Linked DNA regions of Danio rerio: region 2 is linked to region 1. The links are chromatin contacts, called in public Micro-C maps. All regions are on one chromosome and are shown on one strand. The core of a region is the stretch at or near the end of the contact, and the rest is flanking DNA. Distances in the headings are between cores, read along the strand shown.

What was found. Hi-C and Micro-C count contacts between places; a contact is called where the count stands out from the background.
Region 2: a contact with region 1 is called in a Micro-C map of caudal fin, with 5 times the contacts expected there. The contact joins the promoter of sephs3 here to the promoter of fam120c in region 1. A contact is called at or near these places in 8 of 18 Hi-C or Micro-C datasets (caudal fin, embryo, hematopoietic stem cells and 1 more) and 4 of 4 datasets of contacts at active chromatin or transcription factors (caudal fin, embryo, gastrula embryo and 1 more).

The regions. Positions count from the first base shown.
Region 1 is chr23:21,313,100-21,320,946 of GRCz12tu, forward strand. fam120c (family with sequence similarity 120 member C) reads right to left here and starts at 4,541. Exons shown (of 16, transcript XM_680985.9): 1 at 3,243-4,541. The coding sequence starts at 3,761.
Region 2 is chr23:21,465,378-21,473,224 of GRCz12tu, forward strand. It overlaps sephs3 (selenophosphate synthetase 3), which reads right to left and starts at 5,087. Exons shown (of 8, transcript NM_001004295.2): 1 at 4,672-5,087; 2 at 3,513-3,616; 3 at 3,326-3,433; 4 at 1,262-1,416; 5 at 1,023-1,113; 6 at 784-883; 7 at 378-590. The coding sequence starts at 4,972. It overlaps ssr4 (signal sequence receptor, delta), which reads right to left. Exons shown (of 6, transcript NM_001002082.1): 5 at 7,443-7,508; 6 at 5,859-6,338. The coding sequence ends at 6,234.

The DNA of each region.
Region 1 (7,847 bases), core at 3,291-5,790:
CGTGTAGTTACATTTTTTTAAGAGGTGCACATCAGCAACGCTGACGGCCACGACGTAGGGCTATGCGTCAATGCGCTTGACGCAGAAGTATAAATCCGCCTTAAGGCTGCTATCTTGTGGGCTGTTGTATTTGAAAATTGAGGATGGATAGATGGTAGTGGTAGATGACAGCGTTCATGTGTCATCTGAATACATGTTTCAAAAAATATATGACTGAGTTTTTATTATACAACATATATTCTGTTGATTTTGAATCTTGCAAACAAATAATCCTTATTTAGAAAAAAAAAATACATTGAAACTAATAAAAACTAAACTAATCTATTTTCATATAATAAAGAAACTGATGAAAACTAGTAAATCTCCCTCTAAAAACTAATTAAAACTAACTGAATTTGAAAAGAAAGTCAAAACGAAATAGAAACTAACAACGAAATCATTATTTTTCTGTGATAATGACAGCTCTTTGCATCACTTCTTGATTCTCAGTAAACTTTGCCTGTGTGTAGTAAATGCCACATTTAACAACACATTTTTACTACAAAATCCTTTAATTACTTCAGACAAGTGCTTGAAATAAGTTCTGCTATGAGAGAACTTCATAACCATGTAATTTTAAGACACTCCAGCCTTCGGAAAAAGATTTACTACTAAACACAACTGTACTTCCCTGACAAGATGTGCAAGACAATTGCATGTAATGTATGATCATCAAGTCGCATTTAATTTCATTTTCATGTCACCAGCCCTAGTAAAAAATGTCAAAATACAGCCAGGAACTTATCCATTGCCCAAACAAAGCAATCTGCTAAAAGGAGACACATTTTGATGCCTGTACTGATCTGTAATTTGCAGCTAGAAAGAAGAAAAACAACCTTCCTTGACCTTTTTTATAGGTTCCATTTTCTGAAATAATGTCGGGTTTTTTTGCTACTTTAGATGTGTTTGGTCAATGTTGCATTTACATTATAGTAGAACCACACCAGAGTTGCCTTGGAAGCTTGTTTAGTGCTTAAAGGGTCACGAAACACCAAAACACATTTTTTGAGCTGTTGACAGTCGTATATGTGTCCCACACTGCTAAAAACACTATTAGGACACCTATATTTCACTAAAAAGTGTAAATTGGTTGTTTTTGCATTATTTCAAGCAAATTCGTACTTCCGGTTTGAAACGAATTTTTGAAGCTGCGTCATGGCCATGACATAATAGCGTGTATTCCAGCGTGCAGACTGGGCGTCTGAGCCAGAGTGAGTCTTATTACGTCTTACAGTGTGATGCATTAATGCATGAGTAAGGCTTGGTTCAAACCAATCAGCGCGCTCTATTGTGCAACTTCATTAATATTTATTGCTGTCAAAGTGTAGACGGCAGAGACGCCACGTTGTATTGGCAAAACAAGCGTGAAGTGTTGCTTTTATTGTTTGCTGCAGTTAAGTTTTGTTTTCATTTTCTCTCTGTGAGAGCTCTGAGTCACGTGTGGATTAACAGTGTACGCGACGCGCGACAACAATAACTTACGTGTCTAAGGAGGAACATTGTTTACCTGAGAGCTGTTCTCATCTGCAAACGCTGAGATCTGGATTCGCTTGTAGTCTCCTTAAATAAAGACGCGGCTCTAGTTGCTGTGGATTGTCCTGTCTCTACAGATTTGGTAAGTGAGCGACCAGTGCTCTCTGTTTATTCAGTTCGTATTTTATTCGTATCAAACTATTGCACCAGTGTAAACAAGTTAGCACTAACAGTTACAACCAAACTATAACCTCGTGTAGGATTTTGTGACCGGAATAACACACGCGGCTTTCTGACGCTACCTGCCGTGTGCATCTAAGTTTCCGGGAAATGCTGAGTTTTTTTTTCTCTCATTCGCCGTGCGGTATCAAACATTGCATGAAAAATACACGCTTAGAGCAGATCCTCGAATCAAATATCTCGTTTGTCGGGAGGGACATGAATGAATTCCCTGAATGAAAGAGCCAAACTGCAGTTAAAGTCCACCATTTAATAATTTGGCAAATAATTCGACTACAGATGTCCATGTAAACACAGTCACATTGTCCGCTGTGGTTGTGTGTTTTGACTCTGAAATTCAGCGCGCCCAAATAGACACTCCCATACCAAGCCTCTTTTCTTCCTCCGACACTCCCCCCTAAACAGAGCTGGACACGCCCACTTTTCTGACTTTTTCCAAAGTAGAGGTGTGAAAACACCCTGCTGAAACGAGGGGGTTTCATGGCCCTTTAACAACTTTCGGACAAACCACTCTGGCAGAGCAATCACATCAGTCTGCTTGAGTCAAACCAAACCTGACAAGTGTAAACACACCCCTAGTTAAAAATATTATGAATATATAGTTTAAAATATTTTCAGAAATTATCAGAAATTAGTTACAGTTATTTACATTTCATGTCCCGGGTGTTATTAATGCTATATTATTACAAATGTACTGTATTTTAAAATGAGTCTGAAAGTTTAGTTTCAAATCAACACTACAAATGAGCTAAAACTGTGCTAATGACTGTCCAGCCATGATTAGTCTGAGGGTTACTAATTCAAGTCATGTTAGATAGATCATATTCACAAGAACAGACAATGTTGTAATTACAGGAGGAGAACAATGGAGTTGCCGCATGTTCCGACTTAAATTTTAAACTCAAGAATGTTTGTTTGAGGAAAAAAAATGTTAAACACAATAGATGAAACTTCTGTGCTGATGGTAAATGTGTTGAAATGTACAATAAAAGTATGTTTCATCAACAAAATATAGTATTACTGCACAGTAAGCATTAAAATTTGATGATTCAGCTTACAGCACCTTCATAAACTGAATGAAAACAGAAAAGCATCAACACTCTAATGGAAATAGTACACATTTTTATGTAAAAATGTGCATTGCCACCTGACATACCTGACGCTGAAAATACAACTTCGAAATTCATAAAAAAAAACTTGTAATAAATTATAGCAAATTTAATTATTCGACTGGTCATGTAATATCACACCAGTTCTGATGAGGAGACCTGCTCAATAACAGATTTTAAGAGCTACTTATTGGACTGGAATCATAATTTTAAACCATCAATCGTTTTTAAACATTTTATTAATCAAATATTAAACTAAGGCATATGAACTTTGGCACATATTTACATTACAATAAGACAATTAGTTAAAGCAGGTAAAGCATTTGCAGCACATACTGGTTTAATAACAATTCCTCTCGAGGAGGGCATCAGGCCACTCACCCGCACGCGGAATCGGAACATGGCGAGGCGGACACAGTGGCTCAGGCAGGCCGGGGGCAGGAACCAGGCCCGCGGAGGGGGCGTGGCCTTGCTTCCGACGTGGTTGACGATGAGCTGTGCGGTCTGCCGCTGCCCCTGCGCCCGCCGCGCCCACTCCGGCCAGCGATCCTTCCCAAGCGTGCCGTTAAAAACCACCACAAGCTCCAGTCCGCCCTGGTACAAACAGGCCTGGGAGAGGGCCGCCAGATAGCCGAGCATTGCATTCCACTCGCCTCCACAAACCCAGTCGGTCTGGTAGCCCCCGTAGAGTCGCTGAAGGCCGGAGTCTGCGTCAACCAGAATGCGAGCTGGCGGGGGAGGCGGAGGCAGCGAGCTGGGATGATGGGGATGGTGGTGGTGGTGTGGATGGTGGTGTGGGGGCTGTCGGCCTGCCGTGCGGGCGAGCTTGAGGAGATCTACTGGAACTGCCGCCCCGGGGCAGCGCTTCTCCAAATACTCCTGAAACCCTTGAACTCCCATACTGAATGTGTGTCTAAGCGCGTGAGATGGATGAACCTTGATAACAAGTTGAATTGTAGGTTATGTGCTCAGATCTCGATCTGACCGGTTGTAGTTAGGTAACTAAAAAGCTGAAATGTCCAGTAATTATCCGACGAATGCAACTGTCATCCGACCCCCTGTAAAATTTCAGATACGCGTGGCTATTTCTTTACATTTGGTCGTGTAAGTGCAATTTGTGTCCATTCCTAAGTGTGTCAACGTGCTAAAATCCCACCAAAGTCTCTCCGTTTCGATCAATTCCGATGTTGCACGGTCTACAGCGTAACGATGGAGGATAACGGCGCGCACGCTACAGTTATGATGTCGACAGTGTTGGTAACATCAAAATATAATCCTATTTGTAACCCTTCTAGCTGCTAACTGAGCAACAACTACGCCCTTGCTATCAAACGTGCCCGTTAAGTAGTTGAAACTAACTCTAGCCGATGGCGAATACAGTATGTCCTGTACTGGTTAACAGTTATAAGAGCTACAGTTTGTGGCTAACAAACTAGCTCGCGCACTTAGCCAGTTAGCCAAGATCCCGGCGTGATTGACGCGTCAACTAGTCGAGACAAATCTGGGGCTGCCGCTATTCGGAATGAGATGAATAACTAAGGGGAAAATAAAGTAAAACAACTAAAATAAAACAAAAACAAAAGCCCGACGTAAGCTCCCTCGCTCTCTATCTCACTCACGACTTCATGTTGAGGAGAGGAACATACTTTCATGCGACGTCGGCCATCTTGCGACTTCCCCGCGGACCGACAGAAAGTGGGAGGGCAGGAGAGCCGAGGGAAGTGGGTGGAGCGACGAGCCTCGTCACTGGGGGATGTAGTTCAGTATCTGTGACAATGTATCTGTGGTCTCGAGTAAAAGACTACAACGACCAGAACATCAAAGAGAGAGACGTGATGCGTGCCTTATCCAAAAGGAAAGGTTCATTCAAATGAAGATAGGGAAAATCGGCTCAGTTGGAAAAACTGGATAAAAATCACTGTATCTGAAATTCTCAAGTACTGTGGCAATAAACATGTGAGGAACGTGGACTGCAAGAGTGATAACAAGGGCTATGCAGAATGAGAAAGAATTATTTGACAAATTAATTTTGTCTGTCAAATTTAAAGAACACTTTTCGGCACATTTAGGTTTACGCATCCAGCATGATAGATAGATAGATAGATAGATAGATAGATAGATAGATAGATAGATAGATAGATAGATAGATAGATAGATAGATAGATAGATAGATAGATAGATAGATAGATAGATAGATAGATAGATAGATAGATAGTTCCCTTTTTACATAGACCTAATACTAATATGTCTTTATATATATATATATATATATATATATATATATATATATATATATATATATATATATATATATATATATATATATATATATATATATATGTATGTATGTATGTATATGTGTGTGTGTGTGTGTGTGTGTGTGTGTACATTGAAGGCTTTTGGTTACAATACAATTGAAGTTAAACTGATGTCACCTTTACAATAATCATTAATCATGTAGCCTAATATAAAGTCTTGTGTTGATATATAAAATTAATAAAATATATAAAGTTAAATATATAAATTTTATACTTGAAATTAGCATTTACTACTATTACAAATGAATATATATATATATATATATATATATATATATATATATATATATATATATATATATATATATATATATATATATATATATTATTATTATTATTATTAAAGCAATATTAAGTAATATTAAATTTGTAATTTTATAAAAAAAAAAGTATATATATATATATATATATATATATATACACACACACACACACACACACACACACACACACACATATATATATATATATATATATATATATATATATATATATATATATATATATATATATATATATATTTTTTTTTTTTTTTTTTTTTAATAAAATTACAAATTTAATATTACTATTAATACTTTTTTTGCATTGCCACCTGCTAACGAATCAATTTCAAATGTTAGAGCAATGACTACATGTCAACAGTGTAGCAAAAGATGAGAAAATCTTTTCAAGTAATTTTAGACCTTATGAATCGACAAACCCATGACGAATGCATTGGCCTACAAATTGACGTCATCGCTGAACAGCTCAAACTATAGCTACACATAAACGACACTAGAGCGCGCCAAAGGCAAACTTGGCTGTAATAGCTGATTGTGGAACACCAGCGCTAAATCAAACAGAAGTGCACCGCAGCAGACTGCTTTAAATCACCCGTGATAAGTGTCAACTCAGTTTGCAGTGTGTAAATTATAAAAACAGATATTTGTTTCGAAACCTAATTTAGGTTGACCCCATTGCCCAACTACTTGCTTAATGAAAACTGGAAATTAATTAGAAACTAATAAAATGCATAATTAATATTTTATTGCAACAATTTACTGTCACATGTTTCTCCCTATATTCACTGTAAACTCACCAGCACCCAAAAACTAAAGTTGATAACTTCATTTCAGAATCAAAGTTCATTAGCTCAGGTCAGATGTTGAAATGACTACATGTGAACTATTCTTTAGTTTATAATATAAATAAAACAACTTGCATATCTTCAGCATTTGCTTGGAATACATTTTATGAACTTTGAACCTGGAGCTACAACAACCTCCACTATTTCCATAATTAAACTGAAAAGTAAAAATACAAGAAATTCAAGCAAAAATATCAAATATAGAAACAAATATGTCAATTATAATGCAGTAAAATGAATATAAATTAAACAAAAACTAAAACATAAGTTTAAAAGAACAAAATATCACTGCACCCTCGGCACAAAGAGTGTGTTTTACTATTTTCAGCAAACATTTTACTGATATTCCAGCTATTAAATGCACATTTCCTTCATGAATCATACTGTGCATGAGAGGTCAAGAAAACCTGGCTACAGGACCAGAATCATGCATAACGTTCATGTCTGGGCTCTCTTTTTTGTCTTTCCTAGGCTTTGTGCATATGCCAACATGATTGAAACAGCTAGAAGAATAAAAGCCGGGCTCAAGAAGAACTAAATCAATCACTGTTGTCCAAATGCAGTCTTTATATACCCATAGCTTTTTTAGTCATTTGCTTTGTTTGTATTTGCTGCAGCTGCACACAGTGGATTTAGAAAGTCAGTGAATGATATCTGAACTGCTAAGGCGATCCAATATACAGAAGATCCAGAGAGGAGGATCACACACATCAGACCAGATCTCAACTTCACTTCAGCTTTTTCACACTCCGCACAATCCAAATGCTCAATACTTAGGGCCCTATCATACACCCGGCACAGTGTGGCGCAAGGCGCAGTGCAATAGTCTTTTGGTAGTTTCAGCTTGGCGCAGGAGTCGTTTTGAGGCGTTGCGCTACGCTGTTTAAATAGCAAATGCATTAGCGCTCATATGTGCGCCCATAGGCATTCTGAGGCACACTGCTGGCGCGTTGCTATTTTGAGAAACTATAATAGATTTTTCATTAGACCAAAACAAACCCGGTCTAAAGTCCGGCGCAGAGATGCGCCTCGCTTACACACTGCTTAATACGCACAAGAGAGGGTTAGGCAAATATCTTTACATACGAAAAAATTTAAATATTAAGGATATATATAGGATATTATAAGAATAGATATAGGATATAAATATAAAGGATTAAAATATTACAAAACATTATTTTCTAGCCTACATAAATATGAAAAACCACTGCTCTTATGTCTTTTTCATCTCGGGAGGCTTTTTCAGTTCATTCATAACAATTTGCTTTTGTATAATGTTATTATTATTAGCAGTATTATTTAATATATCCATATTTATATTTGTTTTATTAAAAACAAGCTTAGATTTGCCCATCTGTCAGGTTTTAGACCATATGGGGCACAGCATGTGTTTTAGGATATAAATCAGGTTTTTGAGCACACTTCGTTATTATTGTTCTTTTATTCGTTTGCTGGAAATTAGAACTGAATTTAAAAATAGTTTAGAAACGAATATTTCCACTTAACAAACGCAATTATTTATTTATAGACTAATTGATGTCT
Region 2 (7,847 bases), core at 3,837-6,336, 150 kb after region 1:
AGTACTGATATATATGGAGCAAATGGATCCCAACACAAAGTTATTAGTGGTTTGACTGTTGATTATTTGTTTCTCGCATTTTCTCTACCTCCATTTTATTTGTATTTATTTTATTTCTTAATTTTATGATTTAAACCTATTGTTATTCATTTTATATTTGTACAATAAGAGTAAACTTATAAGGAAACTTGTATCTACTTGTATTTGCTTATGTGTGGATGTAGGTTTATATATATTTATATATATTTGTATATATTTAATGTTCTGAGTAAAAGGTCAATAAAAAGATCTCAACAAAAAAATTAAATAACTGCAAAAATTGAAAGAAGGTTATCTGATCATTTTTTAGTCAGTGTGTATTGGGCCGTGACTCTCACCTGATGTTTCGGAAGATGTGCCCTGCAAAAGCCCAAACAGGTTTCCACCAGCTTTGCTGATCGCGGCCATTTTAGAGATAATGGGAAGGTTGTGAATGACAAAGGCAACATCGTTTTTCTGCTGCTTGGCCAGATTTCGTGCATGACCAATGATCCCAAACCCAGTGATGTCTGTGGCAGCGTGTGCATTAAATTTGTGCATTAAGGCAGCAGCTGGAGTGGGAGAAAAAATAAATATTTACAAATCATTCAAAACCAGCTTTCCTTTACCTCATCATTGTGTAAAGTACACTCAGAGGCCATTTGAAATACTACAAAGTTGCAAAACTATGTGAAGTGTGTGTGCTGAAAATTAGCCCCATTGTTTAAATAAATCCACGTTAAGACTGCTTATGCAGTGACATACCAGTGCGATTGAGGGTGGCCATATTGAGCATAGCCTCCTGATAGGCTTGCTCCACTTCCTCCCTGGAAATCACCAATTTTATCTTATTCCATTTCTCAGGCTAAAAAAAAAAAGAAAGAAAGATGCATGTGATTACAGAGATTTAATACAAGGATGCAAGGTTGTAATCTTTACAAATGATTACTTTACTAAATTCTTCACAAAAATAGTGCAAGTCAGTTGCTGTGAAATATACTCACTATATCCAGCCACTGATGGGCATTCACTGCTACTTGAGTTCCCAGAGGTTTTGTGAGAACCAACACATCCCCAGGTACAGCCCCGTCAGGCCTACATATATATTAAAACAAATATTGAAAGGTCACACAGTCAGCATTTGCTTTCATAACTCATGTATGTTAGTTAAGGAAAACTGGTTCATTCAGATCCATATGTGTGGATTTGACTTCTTCATGAGAGAGCAGACAGAAACACTCACAAAATGAAATCATTGGGCTGGCAGACCACAGAAGCCACGCCCCCAATTATGATCCAGGGATTGATGACTGTTTGTCCTCCAGTGACTGAAGTCCCGCCTTCCTCCGCCGCATCACGGAAACCCTTCATCATTAAAGGCAACACCAAATCTCTCTCCTGAGACAACATCGGCAAGCAACACATACAGTTAACCACTTAGCCAGGGTTCCCACTCTATGGAAACTGTCAAAGTCTTACTGACTAAAAGGATGAGCTTTCATAACATATCCACCGTATTTTTCATTTAAGAGCAGCATGGCCATTGTAACTTAAATGTAACTTTAAAAAAACTTACAATCTCATTCACTTCCTTTTAAAAGCCTTTATTATGGGTTTTTAAAAATTTACTTCCGCACAGTGTGCTACACATCTCTAAATGAATGAAAACATCCAGCTGAGAGTCAAGTCTGATAGTGCAACGTGTTTAACAATTTAGATTTTTAAATAAAAGATTCAACTCAGAGAAGTTTAAATGATTCATCGTTCATCCAGGTCTTTTGCCTGTTCGTATCAACATCGACACAAAACAATACTAAATATGAACTACCGGATCTGATAAAATGTTAACGTGGCTTTTCCTTCAGACACTAGCGGAGTGCGAAGGATCATGTGATTGATCCTGATGCAAAGATCCGTATCACTGAGAGATGGCTAGACATGCTTCAGTGGGGAATAAAGGGTTCAAGTTCATTTTCACAATAACACCACCACAGTAATGCCAACCTAGTGCTATTATTTTTCTAGTTTTTGATACAATAACCTTCCCTGCAGCGTGGGATTCGCCTTCCATTTCTTATTAAAGGAAGGATCGGCAAAGACTACTAATGTATGGGACTTGCAGAAATGCAGTTTGTATGGACCAGTTTCTTCTTCCTCCAGATCCTGTAAGTGTTTCTTCTTCCTACACAATGTAAAGTGTGCTTAAATGGTTCCCTGCTTTTCTGTAGTTTGCAAAATATGTATTTATAGTGTGCTGTAACTTGTAATTGCTCCCTGTGGCTTGTAAAAGTGTATCTGTTATAGATCAGTGCTTGTACTGTATCTCTCAGGTTAACATTTTATGGACATATCATGTCTAAAACTACATTGAAAACGTGGCGCATGCTTTTTCCTTTACCGATTTAAATGTGTTATGTTCTCGTTATCCCCTGCTGTTTGTTGCTCCGGCCACTACCAGCTGTTCCTCACATGTGCAACGCGATTCATTTTCAAAATAGTTCAACTTTTGCCACAGTGTGGATTAATCCTGAATGTGTGTCATTGGTATTACTGGGGGTTGTGGTTAAGAATAGAGGAATAGGCTGGTGTTTAACTGCTTTGCTTTAATGCATTCTTGCATTGGGCTCACGCATATACTCTGATCACTACTTCATAACCGTATTGGGCGTTTCTCTCCTTCTCGCTATGGACAAAGTCAGCCGATCACAACAGACTGGGTCATCAGACCAATCAGCGCAGATTAGCCTTACGCAAAGAGGTTTGGGAACAAATGAATTGCTGAACAAATCATATGGGAGTCGTTGGGATAATTAGGTAAAAATAAATGCATATTATAAAGACAATGAAAGTGTTTGCCCTTGCATGATTATCAGCCTGTTGTTGGAGACCCCCAAAACCAAAATATGACCTATTATAATGCATAATGGGAGATCTTTAAGTTTTATCAAAGCAAATCAACTTATGCTGCTTAATGTTTAAACTCATGTTTTAGTACATTTGTTTGCCGGTTGACAAGTGGGAAAATAATAAAATGGCATGAAAAAAGACAACAGCAATAAGCAAAACTTGAAAAATAACATGAAATAAATTATAAAATAAAAAAAATACAAAACAAAAATCCACGATATTCCATTACTTGGTCAAAAAACAAAAGCATATAAAAATTCTGTCACTTTCAATGTCTGGTTTCAAACTTTTATAATTAAACGATATTCCAAATATTCCATGACCTGTGGGAATGCCGCTTAGCTTTCTGAATCTGCAAAAATACGTACAAATATTTAAATAAAATCTATCCTAACTTCACCTTCTCGTTCATCTTCTGACTGACACTGAGGAGCATGAGCATGTTGTCACACTCTGTGATGCCCATGGCGTACAGATCACTCAGGACATTTGCACAGGCGATTCGTCCCTGTAAAAAAAAAAAAACAGAGATGAGCTTCATACATACAGTATGTGAGGTGCTTGTAACATTAACAGAGTGCACCCACCATCATGTAAGGGTCCTCCACTAAAGGATAGAAGAAATCTGTGGTTTGGACCAGGGAGAGACCTCCATGTCTTAGTGGGATCACACATGAGTCCATTCCAATACCTGAACCAAGAAAGAACATAATTATTATTTTTTTCATTGATATCCATTACATGTGAAAAAATGCATGCACATTTAAATAGCACATACTATTGTGATTAAAAATAATTTTATAATACCACGGAGTAAGAAACATGTAATCAGGATTTATGATTTGTTCCCAGAAATAAGCATTGACTAAAACTTAGGTGCATAGTTCACATCTCTTTTAAATGACTGGGTTATATCGATAGTTAATAATGGTTTTAAATTAACAGGATGAATCAAAGGTTAAACAAAGTGCTCAGTGAAACAGATGTTTTCTGATCCTTCAAGACAGATTAATGATGGTTTTCTAAAATACATTAACAAAATAACTTTGCAGTTTTATGTTTGACATTACAAGAGATTACAACACATGCTATGCTGAATCCACAGAACACAAACGGTTGTTGGTGTGTTTTGGCAAGTTTACAGGAAACAACGTTGCACCAAACTATTGCATATAAACAGGTTTGACAGTAGTGATAATCAACCGGTTTTGCAAAGACAATAATTGGAAACCTTTTAATTGTCAGTTTTTATAGCAATTCCTGGAACTCATTTCGCGAATCGGTTCTTTTGAACAGGCTTTGTGAACAGAAGGTGGTAATAAATGTTTTAATTTTGCAAGTCTATCATGCAATAAGTTTACATCGTGTTTTTTTTTTTTTTTATAAAAACTTTGCTATTCAGCCACTTAATTAACCTAATTAACAGTCAAACCCTCACTTAACGTCAAATGCTCTTTCTCCAGAGTATTAAAACTTCATCTTTTGCTGTATTTTATTAACATTTCTTGTATTGTTTTGGCATTGTTTGCCTTTTATCTGTGTTGTATAATTTGTTTTACTTGTGTAAAGCACTTTGCTCAACCTTGGTAACGTTAGTAGTAAGGTGCTAACTTAAGGTTATAAAAAAAAAAATTTTGATTGAGTCTCTTGATTCAACCGATTCGTTTAAAAGATCCGATTCACAAGAACTATTACCGAATCAATGCTCGCTATTTGACAGCGTCGGTGTGACAGGTCATACTTTACCTAGTCGAGGACCCTGAGCAGCCGAAACAAGCCCAAAGTCAGCGGTTTCGTCTCCAACACCCGTCCCCAAACCGCCATCCTCTCCGGGCGGCCGGTCAGGCTCCAGTCCCTGCAGGAGTTTGAGCAGAGTCTCCTGCGGGACTTTACACCCTCATCCTTTCATATCAGAGAAGGCCGTGAGTCGGAAGCCGCGGTCTAGGCCGTGCTCCTCCGGGTTCAACGCCTGGTATCCCGCCGGGTAAAAGACTGCATACCCTCCCGCTCCACCAGAGTCCCCTGACGGTGGCTCGGAACCCGACATGGTAAAATCAGTATGTATTCCTCATGCAGATGAAGAGGTGGTAAAAGAAAAAAAGATGAGGCGTTTTACGAAATGACTGATCCTGCCGGAGAGAGCAGAGAGCGTGTTTGATGTACACGCTTAAACACCGAGAGCAGTAGAGACGCTCCGCGCTTGCGGACTAAACCATCTCACTATCCTGAGGAGAGCGCGGTGTTACTTTCAGACACACGTTACAAAGTTCGTCGTTAACAGATAAAAGTACTGTTGAAATATACAGTACATAAAAAACGAGGTGCGTGAAAACTCATCTTGCACCAAATTAAACCATCGCTGACTCGTTTTGGACTTGCCTGGTCACATTTAATCCCCCTCTAAAAAAACAAACATGGCACAATCTCAATTGTGAGCTCCCTATTGTGGTTCTACAATAAAGGTGCATTAGACGGTTGTGTTCATGCAAATTTACACAAAAAAGGTACTCGAGAAAAATTACCGTGCTTTTCATTCCTTAAAGTATTGCAATTAGTCTGTATACACGCCAACAAAATTAATAATATGCGAAAAGTGGCTAAAAAAGTTGGAGAAATTATTCAAATGCACTTAACTATGTATACACTGGCACGCACATGCTTTAATATGTCTCCATGGTCATGTATTAATACTGTACAAACTGGGCTTTCTAGCCGCCAACCAACCCCTACACATGACGCTCAGAAAACTGGACAAAAATTTTAACTTTACCATGATTTTGAAGTCTTTTGGTTTATGAGAGGAATCACAAATAATGTTTAGATTGGTATACCCACGTCATTGTTTCCATTCAAACAACACATTGAAACACGCACATAGAGTAAAAGTATACATAGAGTAAAAGTGATTAATTAAACAAGCTTCAAAAATGTGACAGAAAAACTTTCAGAAAAGTTGTTTATTCCCACATTCAATGAATTTCATCGATATTTGGGACACTCCAAAAACACAGAACTGGACTTTGATGATGAGGAGTCACCGATAATCACCTCAGAGCTTTTGAGGTTTAAAATTAATAGCACAAATGAAAAATTCTGTCCTTTATTTGACAATATCAGATTAAAAAAAAAAACAAAGCAAACATAACACCACTTTATAATAATTGTCTTTGTCCATATTTTGATCTGTGTCAGGTTCTAACTATGGTTTCCGTGGCAGTAAAATCTGCACATTAAATGTCAAATATGTAATGGAGATGAAGATGTAATGAAGACCAGTTTGAACAATGGAAATGGCAATTCTTCTCTTCTTAAGCCTGGATGGCACTTTTGGTGCTGTAGGCCAGGTAGTAAACCATAATGCCAATCAGTGCAGCCAAGACCTCCGTTGACACCCATGGACCATTCCACGCACCCTGAAATTCAGAAATACATTAAAAAACAAGCACTTCAAGGAGCAAATCTGCAAACTAGTAGTAGAAATGTGTGAAATCCTGTAATAAGGTATATTTTCTAAGTGCTAGTGTAATGAAAAAGTAATTACTTTGTTTATGATTAAGAATTATTTAGTTTTATTTTCTGCGTGGTTTGATTTTGTTGAATGAATTAAGTTATGGTTGGGGACTTTAATTATGACACGGATAACAGAGCCTACCAATATATGACTCCTATATTAATGGATGTGAAGCAAAGCACGTCAGGGATGGAATACAATCTCATGGATTCCCCTATTTTTGAGTTTTAGCTCCTGGTTTACCGAAAATAATGAGGTCATTTTGATTGATTTTTTTATAATTTCATATTAATGTTTTTTTTTTTTATGTTGGTTTAGTGTTTTAACTTTAAGGATTCTTTTGTGTTTGTTTTCTCTCTAGTTCTTACAGGGATTCATGATGCTATATTGTGTAATAGTTCTATTGAATCTGAATAAATCTGATGTGAACCATCAGTGTTTGAGAGTCAGTCATCTTTTAACCAGGACGCTACAGTAAGATCTTATTTCATGCAAAAAAGTTCAAGTAAACCTACATAAAGTGGTGGGAGATTCAGAAGTTTGGGGTCAGCAACTTTGAATAAGGTTCTGCTCCATTTGAAAGGTATAGTAAAAGTCATTCACTCATTCATTTTCCTTCAGCTTAGTCCCTTTATTAATCAAGTGTTGCCACAGCAGAATGAACCACCAACTTATCCAGCATTTGTTTTATGCATTGGATGCCCTTCAAGCTGCAACCAGGCACTTGGAAACATTCATTCACTCTCATTAACACTCATACACAACGGACAATTTAGCTTACCCAATTTACCTACAGCGCATGTCTTTCCCGGAGGAAACCCACATGAACAAGGGGAGAACATGCAAACTCCACACAGAAATGCCAACTGACATAGCCAAGGCTTAAACGAGTAACCTTCTTGCTGTGAGGCGACAGCTCCAGCGAACTTATTTCATTGATAATCAACTTTTAGGTTCTTCTTAGGTGTACTGTTTGTTGTTGATGGAGATCAGCATGTTCACTCACCCTGTGATCCACGTTTACAGAGAACAAAGGCTTGATGGCGTCGACATCTTCATTGTTTCTTTGAGCCTGGAAACACATTCAGCAGAAAAGTTGGAACAAATTCGGCAAAAACAACAATTTGGTCATTTTGCACATTCCTCAAGTTATTCCAAACCTGCAGTTGTTTCTTATGCATAAAGGATGTTAAAGCATGTTATTAAAGATTTCTGGCCCCATGTAGTTCACTTATGTGGGGGGAAGCTTTAGTGAAGAAAGTGGAGGGTGAATGACAATATTTTGTCCTTTTGATAAGGATCTGTAATCCCATCCAGCACAGTAAATGCCACAATGAAACAAAAAAAAAAAAGAAACTTAACTCTTTAAAGTTGAAAAATATATGCAAATACATAAGTTTACTGTGAGGTT